Linked DNA regions of Hordeum vulgare: region 1 is linked to region 2. Evidence: chromatin contacts called from public Hi-C data. All regions are on one chromosome and are shown on one strand. Each heading gives the region's core, a stretch centred on a gene start, on an enhancer-like site or on the middle of the called end of the contact. The rest is flanking DNA. Distances are from core to core; before and after follow the strand shown. Region 1 holds the start of LOC123407272 (protein arginine N-methyltransferase 7). Region 2 holds the start of LOC123412246 (scarecrow-like protein 22).

Region 1 (4,748 bases), core at 1,450-3,949, 190 kb before region 2:
ATGAACTGGAGTACTTACAGCATTTTTAATTGCTGTTATCAAAGCTGATCTCCAATATCTATCACCATAAAGTGCTATCCTTTCCGGCAACAATGTCAGATGGTCACCTTTCAAGCTTCCATTGCATGCTTCATCATTGGCGTTTAGCAGCTGATATGAGATGCTAGTTAGGTTATGACTAGCCCTTAGAGAAAGAGTTTGATCTTTCATAACAGAAGCACCTCTCCCTTGTGTAAACCAAACACAATGCTTCCAGTGATCACACCAATCCTTCGTGTCTATAAAGATAGAAGGAAGACATCGTTTTAATAACTTCATAATGTAAAACAGGTTGACTCCTATAAGGTCTACATAACGAACATGCCAGTTCAAACAACGAGTTTGAAATACCAGTGAACCTAAGAAGCACGTATGTTCTAACAATAATCATATGCCCAAATCGCTTACGTCTTCAACAAGGTCAATAAATAACAGTACTTGCACAAATGCTATTAGCATTGCTAGCAAAACATTATGCAGAAACGTTCAGGCATAGATAAACAACCATGAATGCGCATTGGGCCACTATATCCTGAACTTTCATGGCCCAAGTGCAACATTACTCAATAAACCAGGGAAATGGGGACAAATGTTGGTCAATACATAGCCTATCAATTCATCGAAATGGAAAATGACATGGAATAATGCAAAAGAATTACTTAAGATGGCAAAAGTCTTGATTATTTAACCAACCGTCAGCGCATTGTGGTAGATCCGTGATACTTGATTGCCTCACCCATCTGGGAGCAGTGGAGTAGAAGATTGACCCATCAGAATCTAACTGAAGCACCCACCTACGTTGGAAGAAAAAATATTAATTCAGCACACTTTTAAATATAAGGTGACGAAAGAGACTACAAGATTCTGTACTTACCACGAAATAATAGCATGAACACAGCCATCACCAGTTGTTTTAATCGTGATCTTGTTTTCACGCTGACTCTCTGGTCGTTCCGAAAAGTCAAATTCAAAAACTTTGAAGGGTTCTGACAGCTGAAGTAAAATAAATTAGGACCTGATAATACATTTGCTGAACATGCAAAATAATGGTGCATAGCATACCAATCGTATCTCGTCTTGTAACGGATCACATTGCATTGCATGTTGCTGCAGCTTCACAGAAACGATATTTTCCATCCCACCAGGAGTAAGCCAGACACCATCCGCAGCATTTGCTTCATTGCTGTGCAAATCATGCATCTTCCACAAGAACGGACTTTCGACTAACTAGGATGCCCAAGAAAAAAAATTCCAGTATAAACCAATCAAACATTGCATCCATAGAAAATGCTATCCAGATGAAGTCACATTGAACAAGTGGTGGGAACGGACCTGCCCGTAGGTAGTTGCTCGATATGGGACTGTCTTTGGATTTTTCACCAGTAACGAATCATGAGCTTGCTGTAGAGTAGGTATCAGGCCCTCACCCAACAGCTCAGAGTCAAGAATTTCACTCACCTGAGAAACATAGTATGTTTTGTCAACTATAAATAAAACAATCAATATAACTGCTTCCTAGTAAGGGAAGTGCCTGCTATGTTGTCGCTAGGTGTGAACTGACAACTGAAATAACCAAATCTGAATGATGCTGGCAATTCAGATTTAGTGTGTAGTGATACAGTTGAATCATAACAACGAGTATGAGTACTATACTAGGTTATTTGACTGAGCATAAATATGTATGTATAATACTGGAGCAGGTTCGTTTAGCAGAACAAGAAAGCCAATTGAGCTAAAACAAAAGCCTACCAGCACATCAGCTGGCGAATCGAGCTCGACTCCAACTTGGAGTTCATCCGACCGCTTATGGAAGAGCTTCACCTTATTGTCCATCCCGTTGGCTCTCAGTGCCTTGCGCGTCAACTTGCCCATGGGAAGGTAGGATTCACATGCCGACACGCTGCCCCTGCCCTCGCCTCCAACAGCCCCCAAAGCCCGCGCGGACATCATGGAGAGCAACCCGGTCCCGGCTCTGAACCATCATAAGCATTAGCATAGCATCCACTCTGTTTTCTCTGTGATATCATAGATCATGTAGCCAACAAAGCTGATATTTTTTTGAGGGATTTTTTTCTTCTAAACTAACTTGTCCTTATAATTAACAAGAGGACAAATTAAATGCTAATGGTTATCGTTCAAATGGCCTTAATTAAATTAACAATTAAACTAATAAATGCTAATGGCCTTAATGAACTCGTGTAAATCTATCCTGCTAAATTTTAAGTCCAATGTGACCCATAGTATACATGGTCCAATCACCAATGAGCGCAAATAAATGTATGTATGGACGGGCGCTCACCCGATGTCGAGGACGCGGGAGGAGGGGTCGGAGACGGCGGCCTCGATGGCGCGGCGGTAGGCGCGGTTGCGGGCGGCGTCGTTGAGCATGTCGAGGTAGGAGGTGGCGGCGAGGAGCTGCCTCTGCGTCTGGGGAGGCGCCGCCCCCGCATCCTCCCCCTCCGCCTCGTCCACGACGAGCCACTCGGAGTCGCCGGTGAGCGGGTTGAGGCGGAGCTGGAAGGCGCGGGACGGCGCGGCCGCGGAGAAGGCCATGCGGCTGCGGCCGCGGCCGCGGAGCAGGAGGTGGAGCGCGGCGGGTGGCGGGGACAGGCCGGCGAGGCAGCCCGGCATGAACGGGGGGCTCCGCCGCCGGCGCCTAGGGTTTTGCGGGCGGGCGGGCGGGCGCGAGCTCGCCGCCGTCGGGAGGGAGAGGGACAGCGAGTGGCGCTTTCGCGGAATGGTACCCGGGGACACGCTTATTTCCGCCTTGAGGGCCTGTTTGTAATACAGCGGTTTCCTCGAGGGGCGCTTCGCATGAATCAATTTCCTTTTTTCCACTTTAATTTTAGAACAAGAGAGAGAGAGATATTGCGTTTTATCTGTCGATAGAGAACCGTTGCACATGGTATGGTTTTGACATTGCTTACATGTTTTGAGAAAATATATATATATATTGTATTTCAGCTAACTAAGCGTTGTTGTCCGAGAGACGACTGAAAACCAACGTTGTGATGCCATGTGTACATCGACGCATCATAATGATATTATGATTAATATTTCATTTCCTTCTAGCGTATATGTGTTGGAGGCAAGTCAACGATTTGCTTCCTTCATTCATGGTATTTTAACAGACATGAATGATATGTTGTCATATGAGTGCTAAGACGAAAAAAGGCTACTTTCAAGTTCTTTCTTGTTGTCAACATTAGCCGTCAAGGAAAATGACACCTTGCCATCTCAAAACATGCTCCAACGAGGACAAAACGAAAGAACGAGCTGGCTAGTTCGTGTTGACCTATGGGTAATACGTACTATTTTATTTGCATAAAAATATGTCGGTATTTTCAAAAATAATACTTCGTATGTAAAAAAATATAAAAGCTTTTAGATCATTACGTATGAAATAAACACGTATATTTTTTTACAGAGGGGATATTATGGTATTATGAAAAGAAATATTCTAAGTTGCCACCTTTTCACCTTTTTTTTAGAATCGTCACTTTTTTCCTTTGATTGTTTGATTGATGATTGAAGAGGTGGCAGCACCATTAAAGAATGGTATAATGTCGTGTCGAGAGAAGTCTACTTCAAGTTCTCTTGGGTTGTTGTCAACATTAACAGACAAGGAAAACGACACATTGTCATTTCAAAACATGCTCCGATGACAACGCAAAAGAATCAGTTGATTCGTTTTTGTTGACTTATGAATAACGATCTAAACGTTTCAATATATTTTTTTGTTACAGAGATGGTGTAATGTTGTGAAAAAAGAATATTCTTGATTGCTACTACTTTTTTACTTGTTTTAGAATCTTCTCTTTTTTTTCCTTCCTTTGATTGATTGATTTATGATTGTTGAGTGTTGAGGTGGCAGCACCATGAAAGAATAGTGGCAAATAGACAAATGCATCCCTTGGAAAGAAAAGAAAATATAAAAGTGGGCTGAACATAAGGAAGGCCCGCCACCAACCGCCCTTCATTCATTCTTCCCCTTGGCGAATCTCTTTCCTCCCCGCTCCCCACAGATTCCGCCGCACCGTCGCCGGCGCCGGCGCCCACCATGGCGCTCCTCCTCCGCCACTCCCGCAAGGTACCCCCCCTCCCCTCCCCGTGTCGTCCGGCTCCGTCGGGGAATCGGTCCGGCGATCCGTCCGCCCGGGCCACCAAAACCGCCGCCCGACCCGATCCAGCGGCGGCGATCCTGGGACGGGCCGCTGCTCCGTTCGTTGCCTGCCTCGTCTTGTGGGCGGCTTATGGCGGATTGATCGGTCAAGTTTTTTTCTTTTTTAATTCCTTGGCGGGTTAGAAATTGCGGGAGACCAATGCGGATAGGTTATTCTGATGATGATGAATCTAGGCTCTCGGAGAGATGCCGCTGTGGACCGACGGGGTTGACTGTGGCAAATTGATTGATGTGGATCCCTCGGTGTCCTGGATTTTATCCAGTCCCCGGGGAGAAGTAGCGGTAGCAAAGGTGTGGGTGATGGGTCCTCATGTGATCCATGTAATCGTGTGATTCTCCTGGAACCGTGAGTTTTTCGCCGGATTGGAAACGCCGCACGGGAGCTGCCACCGGTGCTTCCGGGGCTGTTGTGGCGCGCGTGCACAGAACAGAGGGCGGGCGGCGTGCCTTTTTATTCTTGATGATGGTCACATGACAGAACACATCTTGCATTCGCGGCGTTCTGGCTGCCTGCTGCCTCTCTCGG
Region 2 (4,875 bases), core at 619-3,118:
ATTGAGAGGTGCTGACACGTGGCCTGACTAGGGTCGTGCATGTGTCGTGAGGTTGGATGAGTGTCGGCATGGCACGATCGATTTCCTTTTCTTAAACTATCTTTTCAGACAGCCCCGAAAACAACCCAAAATCAAGCGGTCTGATGGGCTAAAGGTGCCAGAGCCACCTCGTTTGTCATGCCTGGGCAAGGGAGCGCCATGCGAGTGTCGGCTCGGCATGGCTGGGCGTGTCGTGCCGGCCCATGTGGACAGGTCTCCTATCAAGGAAGAGGGGGGCGGGGGCGAGAATTCACCCTCCATTTTAAACCTTGAATTCATAGAGATCCGGTGAAATGAACCCTCAAGTCGAAATCCTGGTCAATTGCACCCTGAACTATGCAATGTCGGTCTAATTGAACCCTGGCATCGTTTGGCAAACATGGATTGTCAAAGGATGACCGGGATTGATGCCATTTCGTACTCTTTCTATTTGGGCCGACACACTTTTGTTTTTTCCTTCTTTAAAACACGTAATTTTTTCTTGTTTAAAACTGCAAAAAATAAGCATGCAGGATGACTTGAACCCGAAACCTCGTTTTGTTGGCCAACGCAAGCAACCACCATGACAACACATCTGTTGCGTAGATTTGCTCCCGTTTTCTTCTTTTTCTTTTTTCTGTCTTTCCTTTTTTTATGTTTGTTTTTCATTTTAAAAATAGAAACCGAAATAAAAGAATGTCGTGTACCAGATTTTCAAAAGGAAAAAAGAGGTAACGGTTGAATTTTTGAAAAAAGTTCACGTATTCGAAAAAGTCCGCTAGTTTAGTAAAAAGGTTCACGAATTAAAAACGAATTGAAAAAATTTCAGGTCTTAAATAAAAAAAGTACAAAAGAAATAAGAACAGAAACGAATTGAAAAAATTTCACGTCTTAAAAAAAATGAATTGAAAAAATTCACGCCTTGAAAAAATGAATTGAAAAAATTTCACGCCTTAAAAGACGAATTGAACAAATTTCACACCTTACATGTATTTAATTTTTTTAATACATCATATACATTTAAAAAAAATGCCCCAAACACTTTTTTGAAATGTGTGAACATTTTCCAAATGCAATGTATATTTTTTCTTGTTACTATTTATTTTCTCTTATATTATACAAAGTTTATTGTGTGCCGTACTGCATGAAATATTTGAAAAAAACATTATTTTCAAAAAAGATTAATGAATTTAATAAAAAACGAAAAACAGAGCGACCCAGTGCACTACTTTTTGTTTTTTAACAAAATAAAACTTAACTGGGCCGGTCCAGCGGAAGTAAAGTGTGCGCCTTTTCGATTTTTTTAATGAAAAAATTAAAATGGACCGGCCTACCATACGGATCTCAGTTGACACGATGTCGGAATTCGATTTAGACCGGAATTGCATCGTTCAGGATACAATCGACCGTGATTTTGATTTGAGGGTTCGTTCCGCCCGATTAATACAAGTTGAAGGTTTATTGCAAAGGCTATTGGGGTTGAGTTGCAAGTTGTGTTGCAACCATGCACAATCACCATTGGAGGAAAAGGAAAGAAGAAAAGAAAGAAAGAAAAACAATAATTTATTTCTTCACATTCCCCTTCCAAGATGGCATTCATTGGTCCATTCATTTCAGATTTCACTCAGTCACACTAGCCCGAGGTCCCCATCTCCAGCCGAGAGCCGAGCTCCGTCCACCCATCCATGGTGGTGGTGAGGACATACTCCAGATAAAAGAGAGACGCAAAGAAAAACAAATGGCGGTGAAGAAGGAAAGCCACCACATACACGCGCACACGCAACGCCACACCACCGCACGCACATACTACACCTCCTCCTCCTCCTCCTCCTCTGCTCCCCCCCTCTCCACTTATGATCACCACCATGTCCTCCTCCTCCCGCAGCGGCCTGGACGGCGGCGCGGGCGCGGCGGCCAGCTCGAAGCGCATCGTCAAGTCGCCGGAGCCGACGTCGGTGCTGTACAACCGGAGCCCAAGCCCGCCCACGTCCTCGTCCGCGCACTCGGAGCCGCCGCCCATCAGCGCCGAGGACTGGGACGCCGTGCTGCTCTCCTCCGGCGGCTGCGACAACATGGCCGCCGCCGCGCACACCACCCAGGACACCTCCTTCCTGCGCTGGATCATGGACGCCGGCTACGCCGACGGCGACGGCGACGCCTTCGGCTTCAAGGGCCCCGCCCCCTTCGACCCCTCCCCTCTTCTTCTTCACCCGCCGCCGGCACCCGCACAGCGCCGGGGGGTGGAGGACGAGGAGGACGAGCCCTTCTCGCTCCCGCAGCTCCCTCCACAGCTCTCCCTCCCGCAGCAGCAGCAGCAGGTCCATTTCCCTGTCCCGGCCTCCGCGCCGGGCGCCGCCGGAGGGGGAGGAGGAGATCTCGAGCCCCAGGCGACGGTGGACGAGCTGCTCGAGGCGGCGCGCCGCGCCGACGCCGGGGACCCGGCTGGCGCGCGCGAGATATTGGCGCGGCTCAATCACCGGCTCCCCTCGCCGCCCGCCCCGCCGGGCCACCCTCCCCTGCTCCGCGCCGCCGCGCTCCTCCGGGACGCGCTCCTGCACCGCCTCCTCCCGCCCGCAGCCGGCCCCTGCTCCGTCCTCTCGCCGCTCGACGTCGCGCTCAAGCTCGCCGCGCACAAGGCGCTGGCGGACGCCTCGCCCACCGTCCAGTTCGCCGGGTTCACGTCCACGCAGGCCTTCCTCGACGCGCTCGGCGCCGGCGCGCGCCGCGTCCACGTCGTCGACTTCGACGTCGGCTTCGGGGGCCACTGGCCGCCGCTCATGCAGGAGCTCGCGCACCACTGGCGCCGCACCGCCGCGCCGTCGACGCCGCCGCCCACCCTCAAGGTCACGGCATTGGTCTCGCCGGGGTCGAGGCACCCCCTGGAGCTCCACCTCACGCAGGAGAGCCTGGCGCGCTTCGCCGCCGAGCTCGGCATCCCCTTCGAGTTCGCCGCCGTCGCCTTCGACCCCTTCAGCCCCTCGCCGCCCCCTGGCCTGTCCGCGGCGCCCGACGAGGCCGTCGCCGTGCACATCACCGTCGGCACGGAGACCTCCAGGCCGACACCAGCGTCCCTCCGCGTCGTGAAGCAGCTCCGGCCCGCCATCGTCGTGTGCGTCGACCACGGCTGCGACCGCGCCGACCTGCCGCTCCGGAGCCACGCGCTCAACGTCCTCCGCTCCTGCGCCGCGCTCGTCGAGTCGCTCGACACGCCCGGCGCGTCGCTGGACGTGGTGGCCAAGGTGGAGCAGTTCGTCCTGCGGCCGAGGGCCGAGCGCCTGGTCACCGGCGGCGACAAGCTGCCGCCATGGAGGTCCACGTTCGCGTCCACCGGGTTCACGCCCCTGCCTCTCAGCAATGCCGCGGAGGCGCAGGCAGAGTGCCTGCTCCGGCGCACGGCCAACCATGGCTTCCACGTCGAGAAGCAGCAGTCGGCGCTGGCGCTCTGGTGGCAGCGGTCGGAGCTCGTGTCGGTATCGGCATGGCGGTGCTGAACTGCTGATCCATCCCCTTGCCAGAGCAGCCCGGTACAGTTGTAGTTCATCTTGCCAAAACTTGAACCTTTCTCAAGTACTAGTAGCCAATCTTGTTGTGTGATATACTCCTACTCACTAGCAACTTCGAGGCATGAACAATGGAAATTCGAAATGCCGAAAAACTGTTAACCCCCCAACCTGCGTTTTAATTGTTGATTGATACTGTAATCCTCATGTGTGATCATTGTGTATTATGCCAGTCATATTTCCAGACTGATTCAAGTTCAAGTCCTTTTGGTTCCTCTCCTCTGCTCTTTGTAATTATTAAGCTTTTGCCAGTGGAAATCAACAGGGATTTTCCAAGCAAATTTGTAGCAAATCAGTTGAATCCTGTTGTGATTTGTAGTAGCAGAGTATGTATGTATGTATGCAACTGATTTTTGCTGGTTGATTCTAATTAACTAAACCAGAGTGTGCATGTATGTGTGTATCAATCAGCCTGCAACTAAGGTTTTATGATGATTGATGTGACAACTCTAATTGTGTAAGATTTTTATTTTCTTTGGAGTAGGACATCAAAGCTGAACTGTGGATATGAATGTGATGTGCCTTTATTTACAAGTCAGGTCCATTGTACCAGTACCTTTCAGTTCACACATCAAGATTTGCATACTCCACACTTGTTTTCCTTTTCCTCCATGAATTACCGTCTGGGTTTTTCCTCAGCTTGGAAAATGCAATTTAATTACTACACATTGCCAAAATTTGAATTATGTGGGGTTGTTGAGATGGCATGGAAAAATGCAACTGTACTGAATCAAATACTGAATTTTAGGGTGACATGTATGTATGATATATGATCCTCCTCCTCATCATACCTACTGTTAAACAAGGGAAAGTTTCAGTTGGGGCGTCGTCATCGGCCTTTGATGACGATGTGGGTTGCGCTAATCTTGCAACTCTGTTTCGATAACCAATTAAGGAACATTCTGGAAACAGGTACATGCTTATAGTTAGTACTAACATGCTTGTTTTTTTCAAATGAGACATGAGATGTTTCTGTCACCCAATTCATCTAAACCTTTTGCTTTCAGAGTTGTAGGTGCTACGTCACAATTTGCAGTTGCTACCTATGGATCATGAGCCAATGTTACAATTTTAGTTTCTCAAGCAAATCCTGGATTTTAGCAGAGTCCGAAGCTGATTTCGCCTGTCCTAGCCAGCAGCCTCCGTATGAAATCCGTTCAGGAGTCGTCGCTATTACCTTTCGGCATCAAGATAATACGCGCCGTCCTTTTGCATCCGGCTGCTGCTCAAATGTAGCGCGAGTTCAACCTTTGAGCAATTTCTATATCAAGTTGAGGGTTTTTCTCTCTTGGGCCCT

Evidence for each region. A called contact is a pair of places that touch in the nucleus more often than the background predicts.
Region 1: a Hi-C map of leaf shows a contact between it and region 2, with 4 times the contacts expected there. The contact joins the promoter of LOC123407272 here to the promoter of LOC123412246 in region 2. A contact is called at or near these places in 2 of 6 Hi-C or Micro-C datasets (both in leaf).

What each region holds. Positions count from the first base shown.
Region 1 is chr7H:3,475,126-3,479,873 of MorexV3_pseudomolecules_assembly, reverse strand. It overlaps LOC123407272 (protein arginine N-methyltransferase 7), which reads right to left and starts at 2,699. Exons shown (of 14, transcript XM_045100374.1): 1 at 2,339-2,699; 2 at 1,789-2,011; 3 at 1,372-1,497; 4 at 1,102-1,266; 5 at 914-1,032; 6 at 733-833; 7 at 19-278. The coding sequence starts at 2,670. LOC123407908 (dihydrolipoyllysine-residue acetyltransferase component 2 of pyruvate dehydrogenase complex, mitochondrial-like) reads left to right here and starts at 4,008. Exons shown (of 19, transcript XM_045101151.1): 1 at 4,008-4,129. The coding sequence starts at 4,100.
Region 2 is chr7H:3,283,458-3,288,332 of MorexV3_pseudomolecules_assembly, reverse strand. LOC123412246 (scarecrow-like protein 22) reads left to right here and starts at 1,868. Exons shown (of 1, transcript XM_045105192.1): 1 at 1,868-3,957. The coding sequence starts at 1,872. The coding sequence ends at 3,509.